Regions from separate parts of the Gossypium arboreum genome. Here region 2 is linked to region 1. Evidence: chromatin contacts called from public Hi-C data. All regions are on one chromosome and are shown on one strand. The core of a region is the stretch at or near the end of the contact, and the rest is flanking DNA. Distances in the headings are between cores, read along the strand shown. Region 1 holds the start of LOC108480148 (3-phosphoinositide-dependent protein kinase 2). Region 2 holds the start of LOC108482072 (non-symbiotic hemoglobin 2).

What was found. Hi-C and Micro-C count contacts between places; a contact is called where the count stands out from the background.
Region 2: a contact with region 1 is called in a Hi-C map of leaf, with 4 times the contacts expected there. The contact joins the promoter of LOC108482072 here to the promoter of LOC108480148 in region 1. A contact is called at or near these places in 2 of 5 Hi-C or Micro-C datasets (both in leaf).

The regions. Positions count from the first base shown.
Region 1 is chr1:94,838,088-94,842,464 of ASM2569848v2, reverse strand. LOC108480148 (3-phosphoinositide-dependent protein kinase 2) reads left to right here and starts at 1,964. Exons shown (of 11, transcript XM_017783037.2): 1 at 1,964-2,589; 2 at 3,878-4,058; 3 at 4,228-4,280. The coding sequence starts at 2,389.
Region 2 is chr1:95,119,402-95,123,778 of ASM2569848v2, reverse strand. LOC108482072 (non-symbiotic hemoglobin 2) reads right to left here and starts at 1,797. Exons shown (of 5, transcript XM_017785178.2): 1 at 1,615-1,797; 2 at 1,367-1,506; 3 at 1,110-1,224; 4 at 919-1,035; 5 at 587-831. The coding sequence starts at 1,461. The coding sequence ends at 679. It overlaps LOC108481970 (a long non-coding RNA gene), which reads right to left and starts at 3,704. Exons shown (of 2, transcript XR_001870799.2): 1 at 3,439-3,704; 2 at 2,879-3,170. It overlaps LOC108480161, which reads left to right. Exons shown (of 8, transcript XM_017783058.2): 8 at 1-17.

The DNA of each region.
Region 1 (4,377 bases), core at 715-3,214:
TATTTTCTAAACCGACTTCAAAGGCTATAAACTCGTATCTTTAAACTTTTAAAGTGGTGTGGTACCATTTTAAAAATTTTGATTTCAATTATATATATTTTCTAGTTAGTTGAATGCCACTCTAGTAAATGGGTACCCTCCTAAGGAAGATGTTGAAAGGTTTAGTGTTTTCAACGATTCGGCTCGTGGCACTTCATATCTGAATCCAACGAACGGGTTAAGCGTGGGAAATTACAATGGACAGTGAACCTCAACCCTTTATCATTTTCATTGCTAAAAGTAAAAAGAAAAATATTGTGTTTCAGCTAGAAAATATCAATTGTACCTTTAATAGGCCAAAATTTCAGAATAACTACTTTCAAATATCCCGGTTAATACCTTTCTTAGACATGAAATATGGGTTAATGGTTAGGTTTAACTTCCCATATCTTTGCAGCCCTAGGAGTTGGAAGCTTTCATTGCAATGTGTAGGGCCATATGACATGTTCCTTTGTTCTGTATAAATACTATCAATCTCCAAGAACTAAGTCATAAGAGAAAAGCAAGAAAAAAAAGTACAAAGAGAACAGAAAAAAGTTTACATAAAGAGACAAAGCATCACTTTAGTAAAAATATAAAAATTATTCACTATTGTTTAGACTTTATTAACTTCACCGTCCATTGTTGCCCTACTTTTTAAATAATAATCAACTCATATTTTAATTAAAATTTAAGGTGTTATTTTTACTATCGTATATTTTTTTGTAATGTTTATTATTATTTTTATAAATATGAATTTGTTTTTATGTTTTATTTTTATGGAGAAGTCAAGATTGTGGAGTTTGTTTCCATGTAATAGGTGACGTCCCAATCAAAGGGCCGTTCCAATGCTTTTCTTTGGGAACCCACTTGGCCCACATTTCTTGCCTACACGTAACCTGGGTCCTACCGCCCATGCTTTGGACCTACTTACTACTCTCAATAATTATAATTTACTCTATTTTATTCAACACGTAATTGAATTTCAATTTAAAAGCGTTTTCGTTATCGAATTTTTATTTTTAATATTCACAAAGAAAATTACCAAATTAGATACCAATTCATAAATCTATATTGAAAACAAATAAAAGAGAAGAAGATAATTGATTAAAAGAAGTATAATTACATATATATATATATATATATTGTTAATTTAACTTTTATCCTTTTAAGTTAAAAGTTAAATAGTCTTTTTAAACACCTAAAAGATTAAATTTTTAACGATGTTAGCTTGGTAATTCACGCGATAATTCAAGTGTATCTCATCTTATTATAGTAATATTTGTCTTATATAACACATTAATAAATAATTTTAATTTTTTAAAATTAAAAATAAAAATAAACAAATTCAAAAATTAGTATAAAGTGATATGGATTTAAATTCAGCTTAGTAGAGCAATTAAATTAATTTATAAAAGAATGTAATAAACTTAACCTTCAATCAGGTTTTTTATTTTTGAGAGATTGTTTATGGAGAAAAGAGAAAATGATGTAGCATATATTTATCCTTCATCAAATTCCTCACTCACTTCAATATTATTTTTACGGATTCGAATAATATTTAAATTTTAAAATTACTATTTGTGATGGTTTTAGAGCAGATGTGAGTTAAATATTGGAATATAATAGTTATAATTAATTAGTTAGAAACATAATTTATTAAAATAAAACATAAAATATGTAACTAAAATAATTTTAAACCATAAAATTCATTTAGCAAATATTGAATTGGGAAAAAGTTACTGCAATAAAAGAATCAAACTCACAACATTCTTGTCATTGCTTGGTTTTTAAAACTGAATTAGCATTACCATAAATTAGAAACCTACTTTTAATTTAAAATTTACAATCAAATTAAAAGTTATTAACTCAAATCATTCCCAAACTCGTAGCTACAAATCATTATCAATAAATGTTAAAATATTTTAAAAATATAATTATTCCAACAGATAAGTTGAACCCTTATCAGTTAGCATACAGACAACTCTTTCACTTTTTACATATATTAATTTTTTCTTTCTAGGGTTTTGAAATTCGTCAAAAGCTGATCACTCTCATTTTCATCTTTTTTCCTTTAATATAATATAATATAATATATATATTTTAAATTATAGTTACACAAATTTGTATAAATTTCATAAAATTATATTATAGTGACAAGAAAAGAATCAATTTCAACTTTTTTTCCTCATTTTTCAGAAGAATATTTAAGGAAGATCCAATCTATCTCAATAAAGAGGAAAAAGGATTCTTTTTCTTTTTTTTCTCTTTGACTGGAAACAAAAATCGAAAAAGAAAAGCTTCTCTCAATAATTATTTTTATTGCTGTGATGTTGTAAAAGGGAAAGTAAGGGGATTTTTGGGAGAGAAATGTTGGCCATGGAGAAGGATTTTGATTCAAAGCTTAGGGTTCAGGGAACTGATGATACTAACAAAGACAATTCTTCTAATACTGTTGCTTCTAACAATGTTCAGAGATCTAAAAGCTTTGCATTTAGAGCTCCTCAAGAGAATTTCAGTATTCAGGATTTTGAACTGGGTAAGATCTACGGTGTTGGTTCTTACTCGAAGGTTAGTTTTTTTTTTTTTTTTTTGTACTTGAGTTTGATTCTAGTCAAATCACTCTAAGTAGATCACACACTGTTTTTGGTTATAATTTATTATTATTATTATTATTATTATTATTATTATTATTATTATTATTATTATTATTATTTGTATGTATGCTTGCATGCTTTAATTTATGAACTTGATAGGCAATGATGCTTTCTTTATGAATTGTGTGTTTTTGGTATAAATTTAGCTATCTTTGTGAATTTTGTGGGTTTTTTTGGTAGTGATACAAGCTATTTGAATGAAAGGGAAATAATTTTGCTTAGTTTATAGAAACTTAGTGTAAAGAAAAACATGTTCTGTTGAATAAAAAATGTGTTGTTCTGTTTCTGTTTCCTATATTAGCTGACTGTGTAATATTTAGGCTATGCTTGGAAAGAGGATGAACGGAAAATCTTTTAGCCTACCGCACTCATGTGCATGTTGAACTATCTATGCTTTATTTAGGCTATGTGTGATATTTTACTACCCTCAGATATTTACTTAATCGGCAATAGTTCAACTTGCACATGAGTGGAGTGAGGGATTTTGAGCCTACTGCTTTTCCTTTTACTGCTGGATCAAGATCTTATTTATTTCTCTCTTTTTGTTTTATGTCTTACAGATAATGACATTGATATCAAATATTTTTTTTGGTTAATTTTTATGCTGTTCATCTCTTTTTCCCTTTTTTCTCTTTTGTCTTTTCACCATCTCAGAATCTAAATAACTTATTGATAAACACTTTTTATTGTTACTCTTTTAGAAATTTGAGTTTTTGTAAATGTGAGGCTAAATTAAAGTACTTTCTGTTATTTGAGCACTTCAGCCGTGTACTAGACATTAACGATGTGAATGAAGAAGTTTCTGATATTTTTAGTAAATTAATGTATATATTGGATAAGAGCAGAAAAGGCAGAAACTGTCTGTATGGTTAAGACTTAAGAGTGAAAAAGGATGACCCAAACTGGACAAATTTATTTATGTTTCATGCTACTCCTTTACGAAATGAAATTTGTATAGAAGTGTCGGCTGCTTGATATGTTAGTTTAGAATATATACATACATATATGTGTGTGTGTGTTCATTGACATTGCTTGGGGGGGTTATTTTTTATTATCATTAGTTTTTGCTGCTTTAAACATTTCTTCTTTTTATTTTTTTTATTGGAAATTGTTTTAATTTATTTTAGTATATCCTTTTCTTCACTCACCATTTCTCATTTGAGCTTCTTATTCACGTTGTTGTTATTTTGAATATCCATCAGGTTGTGAGGGCAAAGAAGAAGGATACGGGAATGGTGTATGCTTTGAAGATCATGGACAAAAAGTTCATCACTAAGGAAAATAAAACTGCATATGTAAAGCTGGAACGTATAGTGCTTGACCAATTGGAGCATCCTGGTGTTGTGCGGCTCTATTTTACATTTCAAGATACTTTTTCGCTATGTAGGTATTTTTAGTTGCCTTCTATTAATATTATGCGCATACTTGTTTAGTTAGTTTTTACAAAAAAAAAGGAAAAATTCTTCCTTGATCTTCTTCCATTAATTATGTATTGCCAGTTCATTCAATTTGCTTCATTGTTTGACGTTGTTTTCTTTGATATATTGTGAAGACATGGCACTTGAGTCCTGTGAAGGTGGAGAACTTTTTGACCAAATAACAAGAGTAAGTTACTCTTGGCATGTATTCCTACATCCTCATAGAAAACTCATACATCAAAGAGGGTGTGTTGTGTGGTAGCTTTTTTTCCCCCCTCGGAGCA
Region 2 (4,377 bases), core at 548-3,047, 280 kb before region 1:
TCTTACGTAAATAAAAATGTCACTCTTTTTTTTTTTTTCTTCTCCTTTCCGTGATGGTTCAGTTTTGGGGATAAAAGAGAAAATTAATTAAAGTTGGTTTTACTTTTCGGAATTTTGAGTTTACTTTTTGAAGCTTTGATGTCACTTTATTTATGACATGGCAATTTTAGTGTGTATTTTTTATTCAAATTTAGCTGACAAATTTTAACCCTAAAATGAAAGGATTAAAATTCAAGAGCATAGCATCTTTTAACCGAAAATTAGTTGAATATATTTAATTTAAAATAAAAATGAAAATTATTGTAAAATTTACATCTTATTTTAACAAATTTTTATTTTAAATTTAATTATACATATGTAATATATTAATATAAAATGATACTAATTTAATAATATTGTTAATGATTTATATAAATCAAATCAAATTAAAATTTTATGTGATAATGTCATATAGTTTTAATATTTATTCAACTTAATTTCACTCAATATTACAAGTTGTTTTAAATCTCTCTCCTTCTATAATGTATTTTTATTAAGTTTTTAACCTTTTTTAAGGAAAAAAACAGAAAATAAGGCAAAATAATGATTGAAAAACAAAATAGTCTTTATTACTAAAATTTATTCATTAAAATTGTGAAAATATTGGCAAACAACAATAAAATTGAAGTAAAAGAGTAATTAAGCAGTTTCATCATGATGGTTCTTCATCTCAGCCTTTATAGCTTCAGCCAATTGATCATAAGCTTCACCCCAAGCATTCTTCATCTCTTCATTCCATTTCTCTTCTCCAATTGCTTCTTCAATTGTCCTTATGAGTGCCTCTTTCACCACCTGCATTAACATTATTCCTCAAAATTTTTTTAATTAACCACTGCATCCAAATCAAATTTATTATTAAAAAATAAAATAAAAATGTACCTCGAAATGGGGGTCTTTGACACCACTCTTGACATGGACAGTGCCCAAATACTTCAAAGTAGTATCAGCCACTACCACTTCCCCTTTCTCTCTCAGTTGTATGGCTGACTCACATGTCTTCAACAACAATTGTTTAAGTATTTTAATTTAAGTAGGGATATATATGCAATGAATAAAATAAAAGGACTGACCATCTTGAAAACCTTGACAGCATGAGCTTTGAGCTTTGGATTATTTTGAGGAATCTCCTCTGACTCCCTCAAGAAACTGAACATGTTCTTCGCACCTGGTGCTATCTCCAATATCCTAAACAACACTCTCAATTTAATCAATACTCAGTGGAAGAGAAATTCTCTTAAAAGACACAGCCTCACTCGTTTGGCCGACACTGACCACTGTTGGGTCCGAACGAAGAATTCATAAAAAAGGAAAGAATTAAAGGTCTTACAGTGAAAAGAAACGCAAGCTGAAGTGAGGAATATCTTGCTTCAAAACCTCCCATGATTCTTTCACCAACCCTTCTTGCTTCTCTGTGAAACCCATCTCTGATTTTCTTCTTCTCAATGATAACCAGGGAGTGGTGGAGCTCTATAAGAAAAGAGAAAACTAGTGTGGGAATCTTGAAGAAATAAATAATATTAATGACAAACGCAAACTCAGAAATTTAACTGCTGCTTTCCTTTATTAATATAATACCAATACAGCTAAGCTTTATTTGTCTTCTTAGACGTGCATTGATGATTGTGTAAAAGATGGCTCCTTATTTTCCAGAAATTTAAAAAAGGATGTTATTATTCACAAAAAATCATTTTGATTTCATTTGGTTGAATTTTGACAGAAAAATCTCCCAAGTTGTAACCTGTCCAGATATTTTCTATCATTACAAAATAATTCATGCTTACACCATACAAAATTAAATTACTATTCAAATGATTAATATTTTAGTAATTCAATCATTTAGTCTATTTATATATATATCTTGCATATCAAATTAGATGTATATTTAAAAATTCTAACTATTTATTTTATATATAAAATTCACCTCTTGAATATATATATATATATATATCAACTATTTTTAGATTAATATAATACGGATATCAGATGAGTTCAAAAATTTGAATGCATGACAAGTACAATTATATTAATAAATTTAATGATTAAATCGTTAAAACATTAATCATATAAATAATTATAAAAATGTGTAAAATTACTCTAATTTTTACTGAATTTTTCCCAATATATATTATTTTATGTAAAACATAACAATATTTCATTCAATGTACCAGTTGAGATAAACATCTACCTAATCATTAATTAACGGTGTATTAGAGATACTGAAGAAACAATAATCCAAGATTGATAGCATAAGCACCATGATTTTATTTATTTATTTTTATAAAAATCAAACAAATGAACAAAAAACCACTTATTACGAATCTCATGCTCCTCACCTTCCCAAAAATAATTTATATTTTTGTATTTAAAAATCACTAAATAAATTTTTTATGCATATTTATAAATTTTACTTTTTTCTGGGCGCATGGCTAACGTCAACTTTGAGAAATTTCCAAAAATTCACTTGTTTTTCAATCAAATTCCAGTTTTTCATTTAAACATTTTTGTAGAATAATCTTGAATGGAATTTTTGTTAGTACGTAACTTAATTGAAATGGTAAATTTAAGCATGATGGATTTTCTTTTTTGATAATAGGTTTGTGATCTCCTTCAATTGATAGCTTTTTGTTTTCTGATTTTGGCTTTCCTCCTTTCAATTTAGGGAAGGAAAGCCTTGTTGTTACGAATTGATGAAAGAAAAATAGTGGGCAAATGTCACCTCAAATGCAGAGCTGAAGGTTGTGCAACTATTACAACGACATTTTAAATGGGGCCCACAAGTTGAAGGTAAGCATCCTATTATCCATGGGTTAAACTATGACTGATGGGAGGCACACCAAGGTTTTTATAAACCCCATTGATGAGAGTAGAGATTGTAAGGCCCAAATTTTGCCTGGCCCGTACACATACAAAACAATAAAATAAAAAAATACAACAGTCCAAATCAAGGCCCAATAAAATAAAAATACAAAGGCCAGATAGGCCCAAAGCATTGGGGTTTTTAGAGACCCTAGGTCTCCTTTTGCTTCACGCCGCGGCCTTCACCAGCAGCCTCCACACACGCCCTTCGCACGATCCCCAACTACGCGTTGCCTACCCCACGTCTGTGCGCTCCGTTTTCATGGCTTCACGACCTGCAACATGGGCAAAATAGCAGAAATCGCTTGTATATTGGCTATAAAGCCTTCGGTTTTTAATTGTAAAGGGGGGGAATACAAATACAAGACAGATATAAAGAAAATAGAGAACAGAATCTGAATTTTCCATATGCAGAGCAATTTTTCAATTAAATGAGAACGATTTTTTCTTCTTTTCAAAAGGTGATTTGCTATTTTGATTTTACTATTTAAGTTTTTTTACAACAAAAGAAATGGAAAAAGAAAACAAAAGGGACGAAGGTACCTGATTGTGGCTTCTCCTGTAGCCGTTCTTCATGATCAAGGCGGATTAGCAGCAGGGGGCTGATCCATTTGTGCCCTGGCAGAGGAAGAAAGGAGAAGACCCTTTGTTCCTTTTGATTTTGGAACAGAGAACTTTGGGGAAGGGATTGAGGTTTTGTTGCGGTAAAAGGAAAAATGGCAGATTGCCATTCATTCTTTTAGTTTTAGTAATAAATAAAACGGCGTCGTTTATAGCTTTGGACCGAATAGTCCATTTGCGCGTTAGCCCCTGTCGCATTTCTATTTGTTTTAATTTAGTTTTTTTATATATTTTTAATTTTCCCTTCAAATTTCCTTTATGTTGCATTTGAGTCCTCTCAAAAACGCTGCATTTTGAGGGCATGGATTAATTTCTTAATTGATCCCTGTGATTTTATGCGCATTATAATTTGGCCATTGTGCGCATGTTCCTTGTTTTGTCCCTTAATTTTTATTTTTCTTCTGATTTAATCTCTAGCTTATTGGTTTTTTTTTATATTGGGCATTTATTTATCCATTTTAATATTTTATATTTTAAAAATTGTTTTATTTTGTAATTTTTATTTTAAATTTTCTTATATACGATTTACTTCTTTTAAAAATCCTATTTTTACTATATATTTATTTTTTTAAAACACTATTATTCCTTATTTTTATATATTACCTTATTTTTATGTGCATTATAAGTTGTTAATAAACAAACTTTGCTTTATTTTTTATGATCATTAAAATTATATTATATAAATTGTAATTCATATGTATTCTTTAGCATATTTTTATATGATGGTTTTATAATCAATTTATACTTTTTAGGTATGTATATTATTCGCTTTAAAATTTAGCTTAGGCATACGTTGCAACTTTTTTTTATATACATAATTGATGTTATATTTTTACTTATTTTAATTTTAGCCTTAATGTT